2 separate regions of the Oryzias latipes genome follow, and region 1 is linked to region 2. The links are chromatin contacts, called in public Hi-C maps. All regions are on one chromosome and are shown on one strand. Each heading gives the region's core, a stretch centred on a gene start, on an enhancer-like site or on the middle of the called end of the contact. The rest is flanking DNA. Distances are from core to core; before and after follow the strand shown.

The links. A called contact is a pair of places that touch in the nucleus more often than the background predicts.
Region 1: a Hi-C map of embryo shows a contact between it and region 2, with 2.9 times the contacts expected there. The contact joins the promoter of tyr here to the promoter of LOC101164241 in region 2. A contact is called at or near these places in 4 of 5 Hi-C or Micro-C datasets (embryo, fibroblasts and gastrula embryo).

The regions. Positions count from the first base shown.
Region 1 is chr13:21,692,993-21,696,930 of ASM223467v1, forward strand. tyr (tyrosinase) reads left to right here and starts at 2,053. Exons shown (of 6, transcript NM_001104802.1): 1 at 2,053-3,181; 2 at 3,622-3,838. The coding sequence starts at 2,354.
Region 2 is chr13:21,398,364-21,402,419 of ASM223467v1, forward strand. LOC101164241 reads left to right here and starts at 2,343. Exons shown (of 8, transcript XM_004075804.4): 1 at 2,343-2,760. The coding sequence starts at 2,758.

The DNA of each region.
Region 1 (3,938 bases), core at 803-3,302, 290 kb after region 2:
TCTCCTGTAGTTCATACCTGCTGACAACATTAGTGGGTTTTTATCAGATTCTGAAATTGACTATGTTACTAAAGTTTCTGACAACAGAATTTTTTTAACTAATATTTTCATTTCTTTTTATTTATAACATTTAGACCAACTGTAAATTATAATGCAGTGGTGCGGATGTATATTCAATTCTAATTGGCTGCAGGGTGTCCGTTAAAAGGGCATCTAAAAAAGGAGTTCCGGTCACAACAGCAAGACGGTAAAACAGATCTGTCTTTTAAATGACTGCATGATGGACATGCCAGTAGCTCTGTTTTACCATCAACAGTAATGTCAACAGTAAATTTATAGTTTATAAATGGTTCATTGCCTGTCTTTCTGTAATGCTCACCTTATTGCTTGATACAAGCTGAAAATGTGTTTATAAAATATTGTGTTATTGTTTAATGAAAGACAATGTTTGTTTGTTGATCCACATTTAATGTTCAGAGTTAATAGTGGATATTTCTTTAATAAAGCGATCTAGGAAACGACTTGTGAACTTTTTCTCTTTGAAACAAACTTTTCCTTCATCATCTGGACAAATACAAGAGGTAAGAGGTTAAAATTTCCCTCTGAAACGATGCTCTGTGTCACTTAACATAACGTTTAGCATACATGCCACTTTCCTGCGCTGGTTGGTCCCATACACTGTAAAAACAATGGACAAATCGAGGTGTGACGTCACCCATAGAAAATTCCCTACCTCATTCTATTGCAAAATGAGGCAAAATCCCTCACCACTGCTTCCTTATACGGACACTGCTAAAAGGCCATGGTTCACATCCCAGCACTCTGGTTTTCTACCATGGTCCCAAAACATGCTTCAAAGGATAACCGGTGACTCTAGATTGTCCCTGGATATGAATGTCAATACGTGTGTGTGAGTGTGTGGCCCTGCGACAGACAGGGGACCTGTTCAGGGTGGACCCCACCTTCGCCCAACAGTAGCTGGGATAGGCTCCAGCAACCCCTTGAGCCCAAAAGGAATATAGCGGGTTAAGAAAAGAGGTGGATGGATGTCCATCATGAGAAAAAGGCATCAAAAACAGGTTAAAAACAGCAAAAACCCAATTTTCCTCGTAGTGGGTGTTTAATGATAACTTTGCTTGATGTCTATTGAGGGTGCTTTTTGGAAACTGGAAGCTTTTCACAAAAAAACGGAAATGGTTAATGATGTCATTCTGTCATTGAGTATTTCCACTTTAACAAAGACCATCATTGTTCATTTTTAAGCTGCTTCCAAACAACTGTTCTGTCTATTAATGCATATTAACTCAGCACCACAAATTAAACACTCCCTCAATGAGGCACAGTGACATTAAAATGCCAATTCACAAAAAGTACAGTTCACTACTGCAACTGATCTCGTGGAAAGTGGGTTTCACATAGTAAATAATCCTGCTAATTTTTTTCCAATAAAAATTAAATTAAAATTTAATTTTGTTCTGCACTGCGCCACCCATCACATAATTTATCTGCCACTAAATGATGGATTACTGAACATAATCTGGTCGTAGCAAATTCTCATTCAGTTCAGGCAATAAATGATGATGAGGTGAGAGGGGGCATCATTTCAAAAGCCCAAATCTGATTAAAACAGAAAGTTTTATCAGTTGTGGACCTCTTTATCCTCTACTCATGGCTCTCTCTCAGTCTGCTTCATTCAGTAACTACTGAACACTTGGTCATGCGTAAATTCCTGGCTTGACTGCAGATGGGGGGTGGGGGGGTGGAGATTGGAGGGGAAAAGCATGGTAGATACACAACCACAGAAACACCCATTTCTGCCCGAGGTACCGTGGAGCAGAGGTCAGCTAGTCTAAAGACAAAGTAGCAAAGAAACCAAGAGTATTATCCTGAGCATGTGATGCTCATATTAATGTGTGGTTGTGTGTGTTGCTGAGTGCATGAGATCTAACACGTTTTCAGAGGACAGCCCCCAAAGGGGCTCAAAGGGTAGGGAGAGAACCCGAGACTGCAGGCTGGGTTCTACGAGAGAGGAGGTGGAGGGAGGACTGGGAGCTGGTTAGATGGGAGGTTAGAGTAGAAGTAACTTTGAAATATAGAAACACCAAGAGATTTGGGGATTTTTCATTGTCTGTGTACTTTAAAGGGTATCTTCTGCATTAATTGCAGTTTAAGGCAAAGTATTGTGCTTTTGCATCTCTAAAAGTAACTTTTTAGCATCAGATCTACAAGTCTGAGCTGCTGTCACTTCTTCAAACCTTCAGCCCTATCTCACCAGAGTGGTCAGCAGGTTGTTTTTCCTGCAGGACTTTTCCTCCTTCTGAGGTCTGGACAGATGTGGGTGAATCTTTTCATCATGAAGAGTCTTTTTTTGTCTGCCGTTCTGCTGCAGTTCTTTGAGACTTGTTGGAGCCAGTTTCCTCGCCCCTGTGCCAATTCAGAGGGACTGCGAACCAAGGAGTGCTGTCCAGTGTGGAGTGGAGATGGCTCACCCTGTGGGGCCCTGTCTGGTCGCGGGTTCTGTGCAGACGTCTCGGTTTCAGACGAGCCCAACGGGCCGCAGTACCCTCACAGCGGGATCGATGACAGGGAGCGCTGGCCTTTAGCTTTCTTCAACCGGACGTGTCGTTGTGCAGGAAACTATGGAGGGTTTAACTGTGGGGAATGCAGATTCGGTTACTGGGGCTCCAACTGTGCTGAGTACAGAGAGTCAGTGCGCAGGAACATCATGAGCATGTCAACTACTGAGCAGCAAAAGTTCATCTCTTATCTAAACCTGGCCAAAAACACCATCAACCCAGACTACGTCATCACCACAGGCACAAGAGCAGAGATGGGAGAGAACGGTGAGAGCCCCATGTTCTCTGACATCAACACCTACGACCTATTTGTCTGGATACACTACTACGTGTCCAGAGACACCTTCTTGGGAGGGCCTGGGAATGTTTGGAGAGATATCGATTTTGCCCACGAGTCTGCTGCATTTCTCCCCTGGCACAGAGTCTACCTGCTTCACTGGGAGCAGGAGATACGCAAAATCGCAGGAGATTTTAACTTTACCATCCCGTACTGGGACTGGAGGGATGCCCAGTCCTGTGAAGTCTGCACTGATAATCTGATGGGTGGACGTAACGCCCTTAATCCAAACCTTATCAGCCCTGCTTCTGTCTTCTCCTCATGGAAGGTAAGAAAACAGCTTTGCCTCTGATTTTATTAGGCTTTTCTGAGCCATTCATAAAACCGTTTAAAAATTTAACTTTCAGCATGTAATAGAAAAAAGTACTAAAACCTGTGTTTTTTTCTGTTTCACACTTCAGATGTTTTTAATTTAACCCAAAAATCCCCAGAAAACTAGAGGGTTTGCTTAAAAAAAAAACAGCTTTATAAAACTACAACAAAACATTTTCAAATAAAACAAAAACAGAAAGTCTTAAAAAGCATTAAATTTAAAGTCTTTAAAAGCATTTTAACATGTGTTTTTACAACTGATGAGATCTTCGTTTTGATCTTCACAATAAACTAAATGTTATTTTACGCAAAAATGATCGAAGATAACCAACACTAAAGCTTTTGTGGGCCAAACACATGATTAAAATTGGTGTATTTTTGTTTTTATACCTCTAGGTAATCTGCACCCAGCAAGAAGAGTACAACAACCAAGAGGCTTTGTGTAACGCTACTGCAGAAGGTCCACTGTTGCGTAACCCCGGCAACCATGATCCAAACCGCGTGCCACGGATCCCTACGACCGCTGACGTAGAGTTCACCATCAGTCTTCCAGAGTATGAGACTGGGTCCATGGACCGATTTGCCAACAACAGCTTTCGAAACGTCTTAGAGGGTAGACACACACCCCATATACTGTCCAGACATACACTGACACACACACATATCTGATAAAACAAGGACATGATACCATCTGTTGAATGGACTGACGAAAG
Region 2 (4,056 bases), core at 1,093-3,592:
TGGCACCAGTCCACAAAGTTCTGAATCAGTTCTCTATACTCTCTGTCATTGTCATCCATGATTAGTCCGACAACGGCAGAGTCATCCGAGAACTTCTCCAGGTGTCATATCAAATCATATCATATCATCCGCATAATTGCGTATCATCCGCATAACAGTGAAAGTTAATGCTGTGTTTCCTGAGTATGTTTCCTAAGGGCTGCATGAGCATAAACAGGATGGGTCCTAAAACTGAACCCCGTGGGACTCTGTAGCAAACTTGAGTGCAATGAGAGGACTGTCCATTTACATTAACAAAACTGGTACCTGTCGGATAAATAGAATTTAAACCACCTGGGGGCAGATCCTCTGATCCCTATGTCATGATTACACTCAGACTTTTGTCAGAGTGTAATCAGCAGTTTTGGGTATTCCCCAGTCTTCCAATAAATCAGTTCAGCCCCTTTCAGTCAGAATCTCACATTTACAAAATAAGTTCTGGCTGTGTTTAAACATATCAAGTTCAGCAGCTTCTGAGGAGAATTTAATATATAACATTTAATAACAACTTTTTCTAACCCCATAAAGGATGAAAAGGATGTTTAAACTTCCAACTTCTCCAAGAAGACAAACATATGCATAATATAGTTTTTTTTTTGTTTTGTCCTTTTGCACAGATGCGCACGTTATAAACAATGAAAACAAATCATATCATATACTTTTTATCATGTGACGGAGAACCTTTTACTTTATTGACTGAATCCTGAATTGGGACTATTTAGATATTAGCTATTGAAGGAAATACAGTGTGTTTTAACAGGGTGAGCGGCAACCACTGTCTCAAAACAATCTTTAATAATTCCTAAAATTCTCATGTTATTTTGACGTGAACTATAACATAGATGGAAAAACAGATATTTTGACATCGCCGAGAAAAAAAATGGAAGTATCTTAAATTGTGACATAAGAGTTTTTCTAAAGCTTAGAAAATACGTTGGAATTTTTGTAGGTCTTGATACGACGAACTTGCAATAATTTCTGTGACCGTTTCTGTGACAGAAGTTTTGCTGTTAAAATCCATGTCTAAAGTGTTTAAGCTGCACATGCTTTTTAGACAGATTGCCTTTTTCAGGGTTAAAAAGACACCAAGGAGAAAAAAATGAGACGTAAATGTGAGACAATGCAGTTCAGAAGACAATCATTTCCTAAATCCCAGTTTTCTAGTTAAAAATACCTTTTATTCTTTCTTGAAATGATAGTAAAGATAAGTTCAAGGAACACAAATGCAAAGAACTCCCATGTTGACAGATTTCCCATCATTTAAAATGTAATTTCCCTTAGAGGAAATAAGTATTAGGAAAAGGTCAACAGTAGTGACCTTTAGTCTCACACAGCGTCACAAGTGGTATTTAGTGATAGTTCCTGAAAATAATGATATTTAGTTCCTACTGTATTTAAGTGTTTATAAAATGCATTTATTTGAAAAACAATGTCAAGTTCAAGAGGAATTAAAAATATCAGAGGAATATTTAAATGAAGGGTGCCTGTGGAACCAACTGGGAGAATTTAAAAAGAAAACCAAAAGAAAACATTAAAAAAAGTGTGAGTACATACGACCAGCAGAAAAAATAAGTGAATTGCATAAACAAAACTGAGCACTCCGAGAGACAACAAAGATGATCACAGACCATAACACGCATGGCTTAGCTCACTCTGGAACAAACAGAGCAAGAATGTGGCAAAAGACTCCAGGAAATCCAGAATTCTTGCAGTGATGGGAAGTATTTGATAAGAAACAGGTGTGGTGAAGCAGCCAAGTGCAGTTTACTCACCAGTAGATTGAAAGGAAGGTATGCAAAGGGACAGTATGTGTGTGTGTGTCTGCTTTGTGTGGGTGTGTGTGGGTGTGGAGGGGGGGGGGGGGGGGCAGACAAACAAGTCAATCGAAACAGGTCCAGTTTTGATTGTGGAAGCTTGCTTGCATGGGCATGTTCTCAGACAACAACAAAAATGAGTCTACAGGTTAAAGCAACATTTTTGATAAGTGCATCATGAAAAATGAGGCAAAATAAAAACCAAAATACAGGAAAGTTACTGCCTGCATGCTTTACTAGCATAATTATTTTCACCATTACTCTTTCTTTGCAGGATCGTTCACCTTCTTTTTTGTTGCAAACATCGATAACTAAACAGATCAACGCATGACGTTTGCTTCTGTCAGACAGCAGAAACCCTTTCTCACTGAATGGCTGCCTTCCAAATTATACTTCTCCCTTTCCTTGATATTTATTTTCCCAGTTGTGTTAAAACATTCCAAAACAAACACAAGATAGGAAATAAAAATGCCATTGAGCAGCAGATTTTTTTTTTTTTTTGCAGTGGTCAACATTATAGTGACACATTCCAGAGAAACCCCAACACAGCGTGTGAGCTGACGTTGAGTGACATCAAAATAGGAAGAAGAACTAGTCACATGGATGAACTCATACACCCACACATTTATTCCAAACAACCACATGCTTCTGTGGAAGCCTCACTTAATACGCTCATCTACAAAATGGAAGAAGAAAAAAAAGAAAACATATTTGTGTTACTCTAACTAAAACATGATTGTTCAGAAAGCCTGAAGGTATTAGGTTTTGTAGTTTGGTAAGTGAAAATGATTGAGAAAGAAAATAAGGAAACACTTTCTGGAAGACTCCGCCCCCAAAGTGTATCATTAAGAGGAAGCAAGGCAGGTTCATTCTCTCTCTAGCAAGATAGCAGACAAGGCAGATCATGGTAAGAGCTTCTTTTCTTTTGGTTTTCTCTCACTTTGAGAAGTTTTACCAGAACCAAATGAGTCATGTTTTACAGTAAAGACCATGGCTTCATGTTGATGTCAGACAGAAACCTTGACTTGCCTGTAAACTAGATCAGGATCTAAAGGATTACTGTCAGCTTGCTGTGCAGACCACAGATCTAGGTTTCTCATCAGAGTAGTGGATTCACCGACACCTTTTTACCTTTTTACTACAGAGGTTGTTTATGCTGCATCTGAAATGTAAACAGATCAGTTTAATCTGATCGTTGTGTGAATTAAGTGTCTGAAGCCTTATGTACAGAACCTCTTTTGACCAAGTGACCTAGTTTTGTGTGTTTAGTCATTCAGACAGGAAATAGAAAGAGCTATTTTAATTCTTTCATTTTAAGGTTAACATTTTAGTTTAGTCTTGCAGAATTAAAAATATGAAAGTATTTAAGTTTGTATTGTTTAAAAGTGTCTTTCCCATACTAAACCCTTTTTTTTGGTGCACTAATCTTGATTGACACAGCGTAGTATCACTAATGAAACTCGTGGCGGTTGAACTGATTAACTGGTTTCAGGGTTTATTGTTTATCATGAGGTAACTGGAAAGGGCTCAGCCTGGGGTGATTTTGTCAGTAATTTACGTTACCTCCTGTGGGAGTTCCCTGGCTTATCTCGGATCATTTTGAAAAACAGAAACATGTACATTGGAATGCAAAATGAAATCCTAAAAAAAAAAATCGGGCTTTGCAGATGCAATACTTTTTTTTTCATTTTTAAGATAAATACAACTTTTATTAGGAAAAATCTTAGGAATGTGAGTAAAGATTATTATTATTAATATTATTATAATCATTTGGAATACAGAAAGATGTGCATAAAATAAGTCCATTGTCTCTGGTGGTTTGGTTCTGTGCCGATGACATCTTGCTTGCTTGGGATAAACCATATATATAAACCTCGGAGCCTAGACACTGATGGTGGTTAAAGCCAGAATATGACCAAACATAGTTTAACGTGGAGAACAGGGAGGAGGGCGAGATAACCAACCGTGACTTTAAAGGCAAAAATATGACAATAATTAGATGAGAAGTTATTCATCTCCCGGTTTAGAGTGATGGTCTAATTGATAGGGGCGTAGCACCCAGCAACAGAGGTTGTTTATGTTGCTGTTGAAATGTAAACAGATCAGTTGAATCTGGTAGTTGTGTGAGGAAGTGAGGAAGAGCTTCCTTATTGTAATTGTGCAACACAGTTTCAGTCCAATGAAGTAGAATGCAAATTTTATG